2 separate regions of the Sus scrofa genome follow, and region 1 is linked to region 2. Evidence: chromatin contacts called from public Hi-C data. All regions are on one chromosome and are shown on one strand. The core of a region is the stretch at or near the end of the contact, and the rest is flanking DNA. Distances in the headings are between cores, read along the strand shown.

What was found. Hi-C and Micro-C count contacts between places; a contact is called where the count stands out from the background.
Region 1: a Hi-C map of heart right ventricle shows a contact between it and region 2, with 2.4 times the contacts expected there. The contact joins the promoter of SERTAD1 here to the promoter of DYRK1B in region 2. A contact is called at or near these places in 1 of 5 promoter capture datasets (liver) and 1 of 47 Hi-C or Micro-C datasets (heart right ventricle).

What each region holds. Positions count from the first base shown.
Region 1 is chr6:48,697,703-48,705,383 of Sscrofa11.1, forward strand. It overlaps SERTAD1 (SERTA domain-containing protein 1), which reads right to left and starts at 4,746. Exons shown (of 2, transcript XM_003355914.3): 1 at 4,573-4,746; 2 at 1,179-2,607. The coding sequence starts at 2,607. The coding sequence ends at 1,888.
Region 2 is chr6:48,313,235-48,320,212 of Sscrofa11.1, forward strand. DYRK1B (dual specificity tyrosine-phosphorylation-regulated kinase 1B) reads right to left here and starts at 1,289. Exons shown (of 12, transcript XM_021094374.1): 1 at 1,116-1,289. FBL (rRNA 2'-O-methyltransferase fibrillarin) reads right to left here. Exons shown (of 9, transcript XM_003355924.5): 3 at 6,794-6,895; 4 at 6,611-6,705; 5 at 5,392-5,562; 6 at 3,917-4,049; 7 at 2,720-2,832; 8 at 1,761-1,906; 9 at 1,548-1,652. The coding sequence ends at 1,628.

The DNA of each region.
Region 1 (7,681 bases), core at 3,496-5,995, 390 kb after region 2:
TGTTTAGCACCCAGAGACATCAGAAACAGGTCGTCGGGGTTTTGTAAAGAGAAGGCATCCTTGACCTCACACGAGGGACTTCTTGACCACTGGTCAGATCTCCAGAGAATCTAAGACAGGGGCACACAGACCCCCCAGACTGGGCACCAGGGGGCATTGCTGAGCTCAGCCTAAACTCCCAAAGTCTGGGCCTGGGTCAAAACCGAATCTGAACACCACTGCCCAGGGGCTACGGTCACCAGGTGTTGGAGTCAGGCACTCGGAAGACCCTCACCCTGGGCACCAGCTCCCTTTGGGTCATTTCCACTCCCCTCCCGGGGCCACCTCATCCACTTCCAGAAATGGTCACGACTTCCTCTGCTCCTCCAGGAAGCTCCCCTCTGCCCGCCCCTTCCAGGCGGAGGGGCGGATCGAAGCTGCCCGCCTTCCTCCCCCCCTCCACGTCCCACCCCTGCTACAGCCTCCCCGACGCTTCCGGCCAGAGTGGAGGCCCCGGGGCCCCGCGATGTTAGTGTCCCTTTGGCGAGGTTTCCCGCATTCGCGGTCCAGCCCGTCCCTGGGGTCCAGGTCCGACCCTGGGCCCCTCGCCCCCCGAACCCCGCCCCGCTGCGGCTTTCGCCGCGCCCCTCCCCCGACCCGTACCCGGGGCGCTGCCCTGCCCCCACGGCCGCCAGGAAGGACGCCGCCTGGGTCCCGTGCCAGGCCTCTGAGTGTGCGGCCCCTCCCAGCCGGGCCAGGAATGCGGCTGGACGGCGGGGGCGGCGCAGACAGCCGGCGCTCAGGCCAGCCCTGCCGCACAGGCTGTCAGGCAGGTGGCCCCCGCTCGCCGGGGCCTGCGCTTCTTCTGGAAGGAAAGCAGGTTCGCCTGCCGTTCCGAAATAAAGTCAGCACCAACCTCCGGTGGCTTTATTGCGGAATCAGCTTCCAGGCTCCCTTATCCCCTGCCCAAAGAGAGACTGGAGACCTGGGAGTGGATTTGGTTCAAAAGTCGCTGGTCTTCTTGGTTTTTTCACCATTTTCCTGGAGAGCTGGCCCTCAGAGACTCCATCCAGCCTCCAGCGTTTGTGCTTGAATTTCTGGCTCATTCTGAAAGGTCCCTTCTGCTCCCACCCCCAGGCCCCAAGACACAGAAGTAGATTCCAGACAAGGACCAGATTTCATTTTTAATCAGTGGCCTGGGGCTTCTCCCCTGCTGCCGCCACCTCTGTTACGTACACACACAGGCACATCAGGGAGACCTGGCTGAGTATATTCCAGGAGTCTTCTAAGGGGACCAGTTACCAGACCCAACTGGTCTACTTCTCAGACCAAAAAGCAGTACAGTTTGAAACCTAGCTCTTCAAGAGAGGACCTCTTGGAGCCTCAATTTTCCCAGCTGTGTAATGGGGATAATAATAATGCCCCTCTGGTTATGAGGATTAAATGAGTTAACACACATCAAGGGCTTAGAACGGTGCTGGGGTTGGGTGTGCAGTCCACGCTTGATCCATGTTATAGGTTATTATCTTACCCTCGCCTTAGCCCAGAAACAAAGCAGTACACAGATTTGAGACTTCCCAGGACCGGCTTTAATTTCACAGAACTGGTTGGGGTCTCTTCCCACATCAGTGAAAAGGGATACTAGGCTTTGACCTCTGGGAATTCAACACTGGGCCTGGTCCAATCACATTCCAGCCACCAGGTCCTGGCATTTCATCACAGGAGCCCATCCCAGACTCCCCCCATCGGCCATAAGTGAAGGGGATGGAGGGTGGAGGTAAACTTGCCCAGGACAGGATTCCTTCTCTCCAAAGTCCCTCTCTAGGGAAGCCGGCTGTGTCTTTAAGGAGAGTTGGTCCAGCCACCAGGCTCAGTTTCGACACCAGCTCACCACTCCATCCCTGGGGGTCAGCGCCCCGGCCCTGGTGGCCGCTCCAGTGCCTGTGTGCCTACCAGCACGTCCATGAGGTAGTCCAGCTCGGCCTCGTCCAGCTCTGGAGCTTCCTCCTTGCCTGGCCCACCCTCCGGGCTGGATTTGTGGCCCTCAGAGGCTGGTGCCCAAAGTTCACTGTCATACATGGAGGTGTCAATGTCCTCAAACAGGCCCTCAAGCCCATCGTCCAGCAGACAGCCAGTGGCCGGGCCCAGTAGGTCCAAGGCACCCAGGCTGGGTGGGGCTCCCCCAGTGGGGCGGCCTGGTGGCCCCTCATCTACCAGGGGCTGGGGGGCCTGACTCAGGCCCTCAATATGGCTGAGGTCCTCCAGGAGGCTGGCCATGGAGGCCGAGAGGGCGGCGTCCGAGCTGGTCAGCAGGTTGTCCACCACACCAGGGGATGTAGGCGGGGTGGGCACAGGTGGCAGAGCAGCCGCGGGTGCCATGGACGCCTGGATTCGCCGTAGCGTGTTCACAACCAGCACCAGGTGCCGCAGGTCCGGCTCACTCTGCCGCAGGCTGTGATGGAGCTTGAGCACCGAAAGGTCGAAGAGGGAACTGGAGGCCACCGACTGGGGTGCCTGTGCCACTGCTGGGTGGCCAGAATCCAGCCACCAGGCGTCAACTGCCAGGGCTTCCTTCTCCTCCTCCTCCTCCTCCTCCCGCTTTCGCTTCAGGCCCTTGCTCAGCATCATCTGCAAGGAAGGACAGTCAGTCAGTTATGGAAAGCCAACGTGAAGTTCTGACAACTGCTGTGTGATCTTGGGCAAATCACTTAACCTCTCTGACCTTAGCCTTTCTTAGGGAAACTTTAGAATATGAATGATATTTGTATCTATTTCCAAGAGGTTTTGTTTGTTTGGTTTTGGTCTTTTTAGGGCCACACCAGCATTATATGGGAGTTCCCAGGGTAGGTATTGAATTGGAGCTGTAGCTGCTGGCCACATCCACAGCAATGCGGGATCCGAGCCTCATTTGTGACCTACACCACAGGTCACAGCAACCCTGGATCCTTACCCACTGAGCGAGGCCCAGGAGGGAACCCTCATCCTCATGGATAAGAGTTGGGTTTGTTACCCCTGAGCCATGACAGAAACTCCCCTAGAGGTGTTTTAAGGAATAAGTGAGATACGAAAAGAACTTACAACAGTGAATACGTATACAATAACTCCCATAAATAATACTATTAATATAACTATTATTTATTTCTTCAGTGAAACATGTAAAATGTCCAATAGTCTAAACTTTCTTTTAACCTGCGAGGCAGCTGTTTCACGTGCTTTAATCTAATATTTATTGGGGTGCCTACTAATAGTATCAGACAACCAATACATAAACAAATACAGGAAGTGTTAGAAGGTGCTAGGAAGATACCAAAAGGATCTGAGCATAGTCAGGGAAGGCTCCCCCTCCGAGGTGACTTTGACAATCTTTGTTTGTTTGTTGGCTGGGCCTGTGGCATGTTGAGGTGACATTTGAAATGAGCCCTTAAGTATGAGAAGGAAGTAGCCATGGAAGAACCTGGGGGAAGGCATTCCGGGAATAAAGGACAACCGCAAAGGCAAAGAAAGTCTTAGAGGCTGGAACAGCTTGAACTGAAAAAAAACTCTGAGGTCAGTACACAGGGCGACATGGGGGCAGGGAGGGAGAAGAGCGAGTTGGAGAGGAGGCAGAGGCAAGGAGCTTGGAGTTTATTGTGAGTGTGGTGGGCAGTCACTGAAGAGTTCTGAGCAGGGAAGAGAGTCGCGTTGTGGACTGATTAGGTTTCCAGAAGATCCCCTAGGCTGCTTTGGGGAGCAGGGACAGGGAGGGAGGCTGGAAGAGTGTGGCACTGCGATCCATTGGAGGCTTGGGGTGGGCGATGATGGTGACTTGGGAGTAAAAGGCGGTAGTGGCCATGGAAGGAAGTTGGTCGATTCAGGATTTATTTGAGAGGCAGAATGGACAGAGCTTGCCGGACAATCCTGATAGGCACAGGGGTCACCGAGAGAAGTTTGAGAACCCACACTTTGCCCGGGGTGGTGCCCTGGCCCAACCTGATTTTTTAAATCGGGCAGCCTGCAGGGTACAGTGGGTACTGGGATCCTTGCCTAGCAGGACTTTAAGACGGACCGCTCACACTACTCAAAACTGGGTCCTCTCTTCCTTCCCAGCCGACCCGGGAGTCCGGAACCGCAGGAATTCAGCCCCCACCCCCGACTCCTCCCCCGTGTTCCGGCGCCCCCTAGCGGCCCCAGGACGGCTTTCTTCCGGGGACTCCGGCTCCTCAGACCCCCCCGGACCCTTTATGCTGCCGCGCGGGACGTGAACGTTCCTGCCAGCCGCCCGGGACCGTGCGAGCCGGAATACCCAGAGAGCTGTTCTGCTCTCTCGGCCTCCGCTCGCTTCCGGAAGGCAGTGGAGGCGACTCCTCCCGAAGCGGCGGCGGCGGGGGCGGGTGAGTCACACAGCCGGAGCCAGAGAGCCGGCGCCTCCGCCCCCTTCCCGGGCTGCGGCGTGATTCACCCGGCCCGGCCGGGGCGGACGGCCCTTAGAGGCCCGTGCGTCTCGATTCCAGACAGCCCTGGTTCGCACCTGCCGGACGCAGGGATCGAACCTGCCAAAGGACCCCGCGGCCAGTACCCCTTCTTTCCCCTGGTTTCTTCCCTTCATTTACATACCCAGCTCACAAACTGCCAATCAGGACGAAGAGGGAGCCACCCGCAGCCAATCAGGAAGCGGTGGCGGCAGCATTGCTCGCTCACTCTCCTCCAGCAACCGGAGCCTGGCTTGAGAGACGGAGTTCTGACTCCAGCGCACGACTTCAGGCTCTCCACTCCTCTTAGCTACCGCCCACTCCCCTGGAGGCCCCGCCCTCCACTCAGGGATTGGTCCTAGATGGCGATGGGCGGGGCCTATAGGGGGCAGGTTCGAAAGGAGGGGAAGTGGTCTTCAGGGCGCATGTCCGGGCAGCTTCGTGAAGGAACCGGGGAGAGAAGGTGGGGTGGCTCTTTGCCCTGTGGGACGGTAGAGGGTGGCGTTTGTGTCTCTCCTTGTGCTGCCCCCTCACACCTACCCCCGGCCCCGCCAATTCCAGCAGTTGAACTTCTTACTCACCCAGCCCCAACAGGGGTCTACACTCTAAGCCAGATAGACCCGGGGTTCAAATTCTCACTCGATGCGAGAACTTGGAAAGACGCTTGACATCTCTGAGTCTGTTAAATGGGAGATCTTCTTGCCTAGCTCTTGAGAGTTAGTAAAATTAAAATAAGGTCGTCTCTGTAAAAGCACTATATCAGACGCTACAGATGCTGGGCAGGTGTACTCAATTGTGGTTACAGGAACTAGGAAGGGAGGGGTGGGATGTCCCTGGAGCCCCTTCTTGGGCTCCCTTCCCTAAGTAGCTGTGTGACTTTGCACAAATGTTTTAGTTTCTTAGGAGCATCTCCGTTTCCCCACCTCTAAAATCAGACAAATAGCATCTGGCTCAGAGGGTTGTTTTTTTTTTTTTTTTTTTTTTTTTTGTCTTTTGTTGTTGTTGTTGCTATTTCTTGGGCATATGGAGGTTCCCAGGCTAGGGGTCGAATCGGAGCTGTAGCCACTGGCCTACGCCAGAGCCACAGCAACGCAGGATCCGAGCCGCGTCTGCAACCTACACCACAGCTCACGGCAACGCTGGATCGTTAACCCACTGAGCAAGGGCAGGGATCGAACCCGCAACCTCATGGTTCCTAGTCGGATTCGTTAACCACTGCGCCACGACGGGAACTCCAGAGGGTTGTTTTAAGGATTAAAAAACAATTGGTGCAAAACGTTGGAAGTGGTGTGTGACAACGTGTCCTTTCGTAGTAATGGCTGTTGTGGTAATAGCACAGTTCAAGGGGAGACACGCCGGATGGGATGAAGGTAGACAGCAGTTTTATACTTGTTGGCTAAACTGACAATGGGTCTTACCTTCTTCAGTAGCTCGTTTGCTAACTCTTCAGGCCCTATGGGAAGAACTGTTTGTGAATAAAGCCCTTGACCAAAGTAAGCCATCAAAAATGCTAACTAGACTGGTTGATTCAGACAGCGATTATCAATGGATGCTCAATCTCAAGTGTCTAGATCCAACTCCAATTTCTAGGGAACAGAGAGTGAAAAATTAAACACGAAGGCAATCAGGCAAATACACAATGTAGGCTGCCTACAGCACCACAGGGTTATCCTATCAGAAATTCAACTTCAAGAAAACACAAGAAGGGATTGGGGGAGGTAGATATTTCAGAATACCAGAGACTATATAATTTCTTTATTAAAACCAAATAGGCATCTGAATCTGCATTCAATCATGATTGGGGGCTGGGGTGGGCAGAAACTCCTATGAGAGATATTCTTGAGAAAATTGAGGAAATTTGAACATAGACTGGATACTAGATGATATCGCGGAATTTTAAATTCTCTTAGATGTGAAATGGATTAATAAGTGAGCATCCTTAATCTAAAGAGATGCCTGGAGTTCCCATCGTGGCGCAGTGGTTAACGAATCCGACTAGGAACCAGGAAGTTGCGGGTTTGGTCCCTGCCCTTGCTCAGTGGGTTAACGATCCGGCGTTGCCGTGAGCTGTGGTGTAGGTTGCAGACGCGGCTTAGATCCCGCGTTGCTGGGGCTCTGGCGTAGGCCGGTGGCTACAGCTCCGATTCGACCCCTAGCCTGGGAACCTCCATATGCCGTGGGAGCAGCCCAAGAAATGGCAAAAAGACAAAAAAAAAAAAAAAAAAAAAAAGAGATGCCTGCTGAACTACTATATTAGGGGTAGAATGTCTCCAATTTACTCTCCTTTGGTTCAGAAAAAAAAAAGTACGTATACAGATACACAAATGAAGATAAAGGAGACAAAATGTTAAATCTAGATGGGAGAATATTCAGGTGCACAGAATACATGCGGTTTTTTCCCCATCTCTTCTATGTACTCGAAATTTTTACTAATAAAAAGGTGAAATGCTAATTACAACAAGATCCCTGCTAGGCAAATTCACATAATTTCTCTCACAACCTATTTTTTGGGCCTGGTAAAAAAGGAGTCTCCAGGTGGCTCTTTCCAGGTCATACAGGGAAGAAGAGCTCCTAGGAGTCTGAGGAGTTTGACTAATGTGTATTGAACACCTACTGTGTTGAGGTACAGTTGTAAACAATGAGGGTACATCACTGGCTATACCTCACAGAGTTTCTCTTCTCATGGATAAAGGGACAGCGTGGAAAGAAAAGAAATATGGAGGAGTTCCCGTCGTGGCGCAGTGGAAATGAATCTGACTGGGAACCATGAGGAGGGGGGTTCAATCCCTGGCCTCGCTCAGTGGGTTAAGGATCCTGCGTTGCCATGAACTGTGGTGTAGGTCACAGACACAGCTTGGATCCTGTGTTGCTGTCGCTCTGGCGTAGGCCAGTGGCTACAGCTCTGATTCGACCCCTAGCCTGGGCATCTCCATATGCTGTGTTGCGGCCCTAAAAGGACAAAAGACAAAAAAAAAAAGGAAATATGGAAAAGAATTAATTGAGCATTTTCTGTGTTAGGCAGTGTTCTAGGCACTGAAGTTATGGCAGTAGGATTATAAACAATAACTCTTGGAGTTCCCTGGTGGCCTAGAGAGTTAAGGACCTGGTTTTGTCACTGCTGTGGTGCGGATTCCATCACTGGCCCAAGAACTTCTGCATGCCCCTGCAGCATAAAAAAAAAAAAGAAAAAAGAAAGAAAAGAAAAGAAAAGAAAAAAATCCCTGGTTGTGAGTAGGTGGACGATAAACGTAATA
Region 2 (6,978 bases), core at 39-2,538:
TACATGGATCCTACCCTCAACCTCCCCAACCAGTATTTCTGTCAGGGCTCTTTCTCCAGTCACTTCTCTACACCAGGGTCAATCCACAACGGTGCCCATTCCTAGAAGGCCCCCGCGGCCAAATTTCCCAAATATTACAGAGTTCTCCCCTTCCACAATATCTGCCACACCAAAATCCTCTCGTCACGGGCCTTCTCCCATGTCATTCCTTTTCTCCTATGTCAAGCCTTGCACTCCACGATCCCTCTCTCTTGGAGCTCCCCCACAAAACCTCTTCCCCACCAGAGGGGCCCTCCCACACCAGGACCCTCTCCCAGCCTCCGCCCCCTACCCGGGTCAGGGCTGGCGCGGGGCCCACGGGGGGCTGGGGCGCGGTGGGGCCCCCAGTGGTGTGGGCGAGCGGCCAGCATGGCGGCGGTAGCGGTGGTGAGAAGACGGCCGCCTGTCCCGGCCCGGCCGGCCCGGCAAGCCCCGCGGCGGGGAGGGCAAGCGGGACAGGCGGCCGGGTGGGTGACAACAGCAGCCGCCGCCGCTGGGGGCGGGGAGAGGAGGAGACGAGGGTCAGCCCGGGGCAAGCGGGGGAAGGGGAAAGCAGGTGGACGGGGGAGGGGCGGGTTAACCCTCGCCCCGCCGGCCCCGCCCAGCGCAGCCACCTGCCCCCGGGGACCCCGGCGTCCCGCCCTCCACCCTGGGGGCCCGCCCCGGCCAGGGGGAACCCGGCGGGCGGGGCTGGACCGAACCTGGCAGTCCACACCTACCATGGCAACAACCGTGCCATTGGTCACTACTGCCAAGAGCTCAACCAATCACAGTCCAGGACAGCTGTTGCTAGGCGACGACGATGCGGCCGGCGGAGCCGAGCCCAAACAAAGGGCGGGAGCGGGGCCCCGCTACCCCCTCCCAGCTTCCCTCCCGAGACAGCTCTCTCCGCTCGGGCTCGGCCCCTTCCAGGAATCCAACTATGAATAGCCAGGCAAGGCCTGCACCTGCCTGCCGTCCCCCTCCTCTCCTCCCTCGGCCTCGTGCTAAGTCTCGCGGCGACGCAGGCAGGGCGGGTCCCGTACTACCCTCCTCCCCGCGAGCGCGTGCCGCTCCGTCCATAGCCGCGTTGTTACCTGAGGCCGCGAGCAAGGGAACTCAAACTGCTCGGGAAGCCCGAGCTCAGACCTGCCCACTGGCTGAAAGTATCCGGCGGACGCGGCGAGCCAGGGCCCCGATTACCCAGTAATGCAACCAGCAAAATGGCGACCACAACAAACCGGCCCCCCCGCCCTGGACTCCGCCCCCACCCCCCCAAGCTGTTTCTCCTCACGTGACCCAGGGCAACACTCTGCGCCTGCGCTCGGAGGCGCTTACTGGTCTCCCAGCACAGCAAGCTATGAACCCCGCCCAAGCGCCGAAATCCAAGTTACGGCTGCGTAAGAGCCCGCTAAGAAACGAGCACGCGCGGTGCCACCGGGAGAGTGCCCGCCCCCACCACGCAAGTAGACCAAGGGCGCATGCGCCCCGTTAAGAGCGGTCGCCAAGCAATCAGCGGCAAACAAGAAGGACGCATAAGTCTTTTAATAGAAAAACACGCGTGTAACAGTAGCAACACAGTCTCTCGCGATCCAGATGGCACTGGGCTTCAGTTCTTCACCTTGGGGGGTGGTCTGTGAGAGGAAACAGATGCGGGGACTCAGAACTTACAAGCACTTTGGGGTACTCCTAACTAGTATTGAGACTCCCGGCTCTGGTGGATTACTGGGCCCCCTGCTTACCTGTACACACCCACGACCACAGCGTGGTCTCTTTCGTACGGCTCTAGGGTCAGCTGCTCCTGGGGCTTCATGTTCTCCTGCTGCATCTTTTTCACTTCAGAGGCAAACACGGCCTCAGCAGAGGCTGTGGAGTCAATGCAGTTGGCCTGAAGAAGAAAAAGGGTCTGAAGTCTGCAGCAAGGGTTTGGGGCTGTTTTCCCTTTGTTGTGCTCTTTCAAACCAGTAGAATTTTTAAGTTGGAAAATAGGCTTTGGAAATGTAGGGAAAGACTTTGTTAGGTAAGTTTTTAAGTAGTTTGGGTTTGAAACAGGAAGGCTTCAGCAGAGCTCTATTTATCTAAAGGCAAGTGTTTAAAATTTCCACTCTGGTTTCCCCCCCTCCCCGCCCCCATTTCCTCTTTAACAATCGCAATAATGCAGCTGAGATTACTAAAACAAATGCAGCAAGTGGTTAGGAAAGGCTCAATCTGGTTGAAAGTACACTGGAGAGGTCTCTGTATTTCAAAATAAAACGTTTTTAAAAATGTACCTAGCATTTATCTGGTATTTATACCAGGTTCTTGGCTAAACACTCCATACATATATTGAGAAATTTAGTCCTTACATCAACCCTAAAAGAGTTAGGACTAACATTGCTATTTCACAAGTGAAGCAACAGGCATAATATATAGGTCACCTGCTCAAAGACACACACTGGGATTCAAACTCATACGTGGGGATCACGCACTGAACCACGACGGTCTACTGCCTCTTTAAATCCTAAGGTTTTTAGTTTTGCAGACATTTTTCATTACTTGCTATTTGATTGGGTGGTTTATAGGGAGCTGGGTAGGGAACACACTGACTGGATTAGGACGGAGGGAAGCCCCCCCCCGCCCCCGCCCGAGTTTTAACTGGCTACATGGCAGGTATAGAGAGAAGATACTGCCACCCCATCTTAGACTCCTCTATGCCCCGCACCTTAATGGAGATCACAAAGTGTCCTCCATTGCGTAGGAAGGTGTGAGCATTCAGGGCTACAATCCGAGTCTGGTCTGGCTGGGCCACGTCAGCAAAGATCACATCCACCATCGCTAGGAGAAAGAAGTAACACTTACAAGCTGGATCCACAGGATCGTCCCAGCTCCTCCCCGGGGCCTGTGCCCCATCACCAGCAGGTTCCGGGCAGAGTCCTCCCTGCTTCCAGTCTCACTTCCCCCCATTGATCCCCCTCCCTCCACAGTGCCCCCAAGATGGGCCAAAAAAACCCTCAATCACACCGTTCACTCATTCCTCTTATAAACCATGTTGCCACCTACTCTGTGGCCAGCCCCGGGCTGGGCGTGGGGGACAGAGAGACGAGTCAGACCCGGACCCTGCCCTCGAGACGCTCCCGGGTCTGGGGGGGAGACAGACACGTCATCAAAAAGGCAAGTAAAGGTGAGCACGTACAGGCAAGAGAGTCTGCAGGACTGTCACACAAAAACAAGCCACAGGCTAAGGGGTATGGCATGAAGGCACCGGGGAAAAACTCACAGAAAGAAAAACCAGGGGGATGATGCAAGCAGTATTTTTAAGGCAGTGTGGGTCAAAAAAAAAAAAAAAAAAAAAAAAAAATGGAAAAGATGGTGCAATGAAAACTGACTTTCAAAAACCAGGAAAAGCAGACATCAAATGTTCATATCGGTTACCTCTGGGGGTGGTTTATAAGGCACTCCATTTTTACACTATGCTTCTGAATTTTTGCATTTTTTTTTTTTTTTTTTTTTTTTTTTTAAAAACCAAGGTCATTGACATTCACAGCGGGCTCCTCTGGGCCAGGCCACGCTCAGTTGTGCTTTCTGGGGTATGATCTCCCCAGAGGAGGGTGAGGACCTCTGAAGGAGGAGGTTACACACAAGCCGGGGGCAGTGTGAAAGGTACCGTGTTTTGGAGGGAGGCAGGAAGGACGGGGGAGGGTTCCTGGGGGGGAGGGCCCTCCGAGGGTACCAGACACATGAAGTGGGACGGCCACCTCCACAGCCTCACCGGGCTCTCTCCACCCTTTCCATTCCTGTAGACTCGAGAGGCCTGTGCATCCACTCCAATTCCATCCAAATCAGGGCTCTGGAGGCCGCATCCAGGAAACCTGGAGCGACCTGTCCTACCCCCACCAGGGCCAAGCCCTGGGCCCCTCACCGATGAGCATGCGGTATTTGTGCGGGTGCCGAGCATCTTCGATGACGGGAATGATGTTGGTCCTCTTCTTGGCCAGGTTAATGAGGTCACGGCCGGAACGGTGGGAGAACTCAACTGCATAGACCAGACCGTCCTAAAACAAAGCAAAAGCAAACAAAAATAACGATACTAAGTTCTCACGGCTGGAGTGCCTATTTGGGGGTCACATATTGTACACATCTCTTCAAATCCCTATCATTTAATGATTTATTATCACTTTACAGATGAACACACTGAGGTCTAGAAGATGTGAAATCATGGGCTAAGGGTTATTCAATCCGACTTGGTCAGATCTGAGGGCCCAGGCCTCCAATGTAGGCTTAAAACCAGGACGTCGTAATAGCTAAGAATATTTAATGGGCCAGGCACTGCTTTAGGCACATAATAGGAATTAACTCACTTATTTTCACAATGACTCTATTTTCCAGAGGGGCAAACTGAGGCGCAAGAGGGTAAGTAACTAGCTGAAAGCCACTTCACCGTCAAAAGCCCGCAGTGGAGCCGGGGGTTTTTAACCACAGCCTACAGCGGTAGAGCTGAGTGAGAGGTCCTGAAGCGAGATGCATAGGCGCCCTCTCAACAGGGAGCCGTCCACAGCCCAGAAACACAGGTCCTGGCAGTTCCTGCTGTGGCTCATCGGGTTAAGAATCTGACTAGTATCCATGAGGACGTGGGTTCGAACCCCTGGCCTTGCTCAGGGGTTAAAGGACCCAGCGTTGCCATGAGCTATGGTGTAGGTCACTGAGACGGCTTGGGTTTGGCGTGGCTGTGGCTGTGGCGAAGGCCGGCAGCTGCAGCTCCAATTCGAACCCTAGCCTGGGAACCTCCATATGCCATGGGTGCAGCCTTAAGAAAAAAAAAAAAAAGAAACACAGGCCCAGAAACTGACACCTCCTGTTCCTCCAAGAGAAATCAGACCAGATTTGAGGGGTATCAGTTTTTGTTTGTTTCCTTTTTGTTTTTTAGGGCTGCACTGCAGCATATGGAGGGTCCCAGGCTAGGGGTCTAATCAGAGCTACAGCCGCCGGCCTACGCCACAGCCACAGCAGTGTGGGATCCAAGCCACGTCTGCCACCTACACTGGGAGCTTGTGGCCACACCGGATCCTTAACCCACTGAGTGAGGCCAGGGATTGAACTGCTTTCTCTTGGATACTAGTTGAGCTCTTGAACCTGCCAAGCCACATGGGAACTCGGGGGTATCAGTTTTTAAGGTGGGCAGCCACCTCAGACAGCCTGCTATCTATACTCTCGGCTCTGGGCCCCTCTCACAGTGGTCGCCCCGACACCCAAGTCCCTTCCCTCCAGGTCAAGAACTCAGCAGTGAGGCTGAATGAGGCCTCATGCGGCTCCAGCTGCTCCTTTTGCTCACGGGCACTCTAAGTCAGGCTGGCAGAGGAGGTGGCCGTCCCCTCCCTCCCCGCTCTTCCTACTCACCGGGCCCACGATGTCAGAGACGTGGGAGACGGTGGTGCCTGAGGCAGCCCCCAGGTAGAGCACCTTGGCCCCCGGCTTGATGTGGATCTGGTCTACACCGCCCAGGATCGCTGCCGCCAGCTTAGAACGGAAGGGGTTCCAGGCACGGTACTCGATTTTGTCATCTCCCTCCTGGGCAGGGAGAGATGGGGTGGAAGTCAGCGCCGGGCTCTTCTGCAAGACCCCACTGCTCTTAACTCTAGGTGCCCCCAAAGGGACTGGAGGCCCAGTCATCGTACAAAAAACAAATGGAGCCACACAGGCGCAGGGCCTGCCCTTTCGGGGAGATTCCTGACTCAGGGAGAAGGGGTGGCAACAGACATAAACAAGGTCATCCCAGGTTTAACCACGAGGCAAGACCTGTGCATTCGCTCTACAGACCCCGACTGGGTGGCATGTGCTGCGTGCGGCCCAATGCTCAGGCACTGGGGAAACACAGGGAACCAAAGGCCTCCACCCTCAAGGAGCTGAGGAGACGCTGGATGGACCACACCTACGGCACAGCAGCCAGCGGCTGCGGGGACTCCATGGTAAAGACCCCACCAGGCAGGAACATGTGACCACGGGGAGCAGGGTGCGGGCAGGTAAAAATGAGAGCAAGCGCCAGAAGAGCCGAGTGAAGCAGACCCAACGGTGAGGCTGGGGACGTGCTTTCCTGCTTTCCTGGCAGCAGGAGAGCCAGCAGGAAGGCCCTGAGGCAGGAGTGTGCCTGGCCGCACAGAAGTGGCAGGGCCTACAGGGCGGGGGAAGGGCCGTGAGGGCTGCTCTTGACAGACGGTGCGAGGTGGGCTCCTGAGAAAGACAAGGTGACACCTGACCAGATGCTGATGATGCCCTGGAGCCAGCCACACACAGAGCCAGGAGGAGTGTCCCCTGGCACAGGGAAGGCTGCGGGGGCGGCGGGAAGACACTTGCTTAGAGGGGACAGTGGGAGGGGATGGTGGGGAAGGGGAGCTGGAATGTGTGGGGCCTTCCAGGCCACACTGAGGACTTGGGACCATAGCCAGGGGGATGTCATGGAAAGCGGCCGGGGAGGGGACCCTGTGCTCCGGGGGACTGATGGATTAAGAGGATCCCCTGGCTGTCACGGGTGGGATGCACGGTGGAGCAGGGAGACCAGATCCCCGGTTACACTGTTGGCTGGGGGCCCTGGTGGCTTAGCCAGGCGCCCAGGTCTCACCGAAATCGAAACTCTCTTCTCTCCATAAACAGATTCTCCAGGGACCAGATTCTTGGTGACCAGGGCATCTTCCTTTCCCCGGCAGATGAAGACGCCTGGGCCAGGGGAGCAGAGCAGGGTGAACACCGCTGCGCGGCGGCACAGCCCAGCCCTCGCCTCCCGGGCCCGGCCGCCCTCACTCACCCTCATGCCGATGGGGCTCCACCATCACATTCTTCCCCGACTGGTTTCCTTTTTTTCCTCCCCGACCACGACCCCGGCTGCCCCCGGACTGGAACCCACCACCTGCAAGGCAGAGCCGCGGCCGTGAGAGGGGGCTCCGGGCCGGGCTCTTCCCTCCCGGCTCCCCAAGCCCAGCCTCCCCGGTC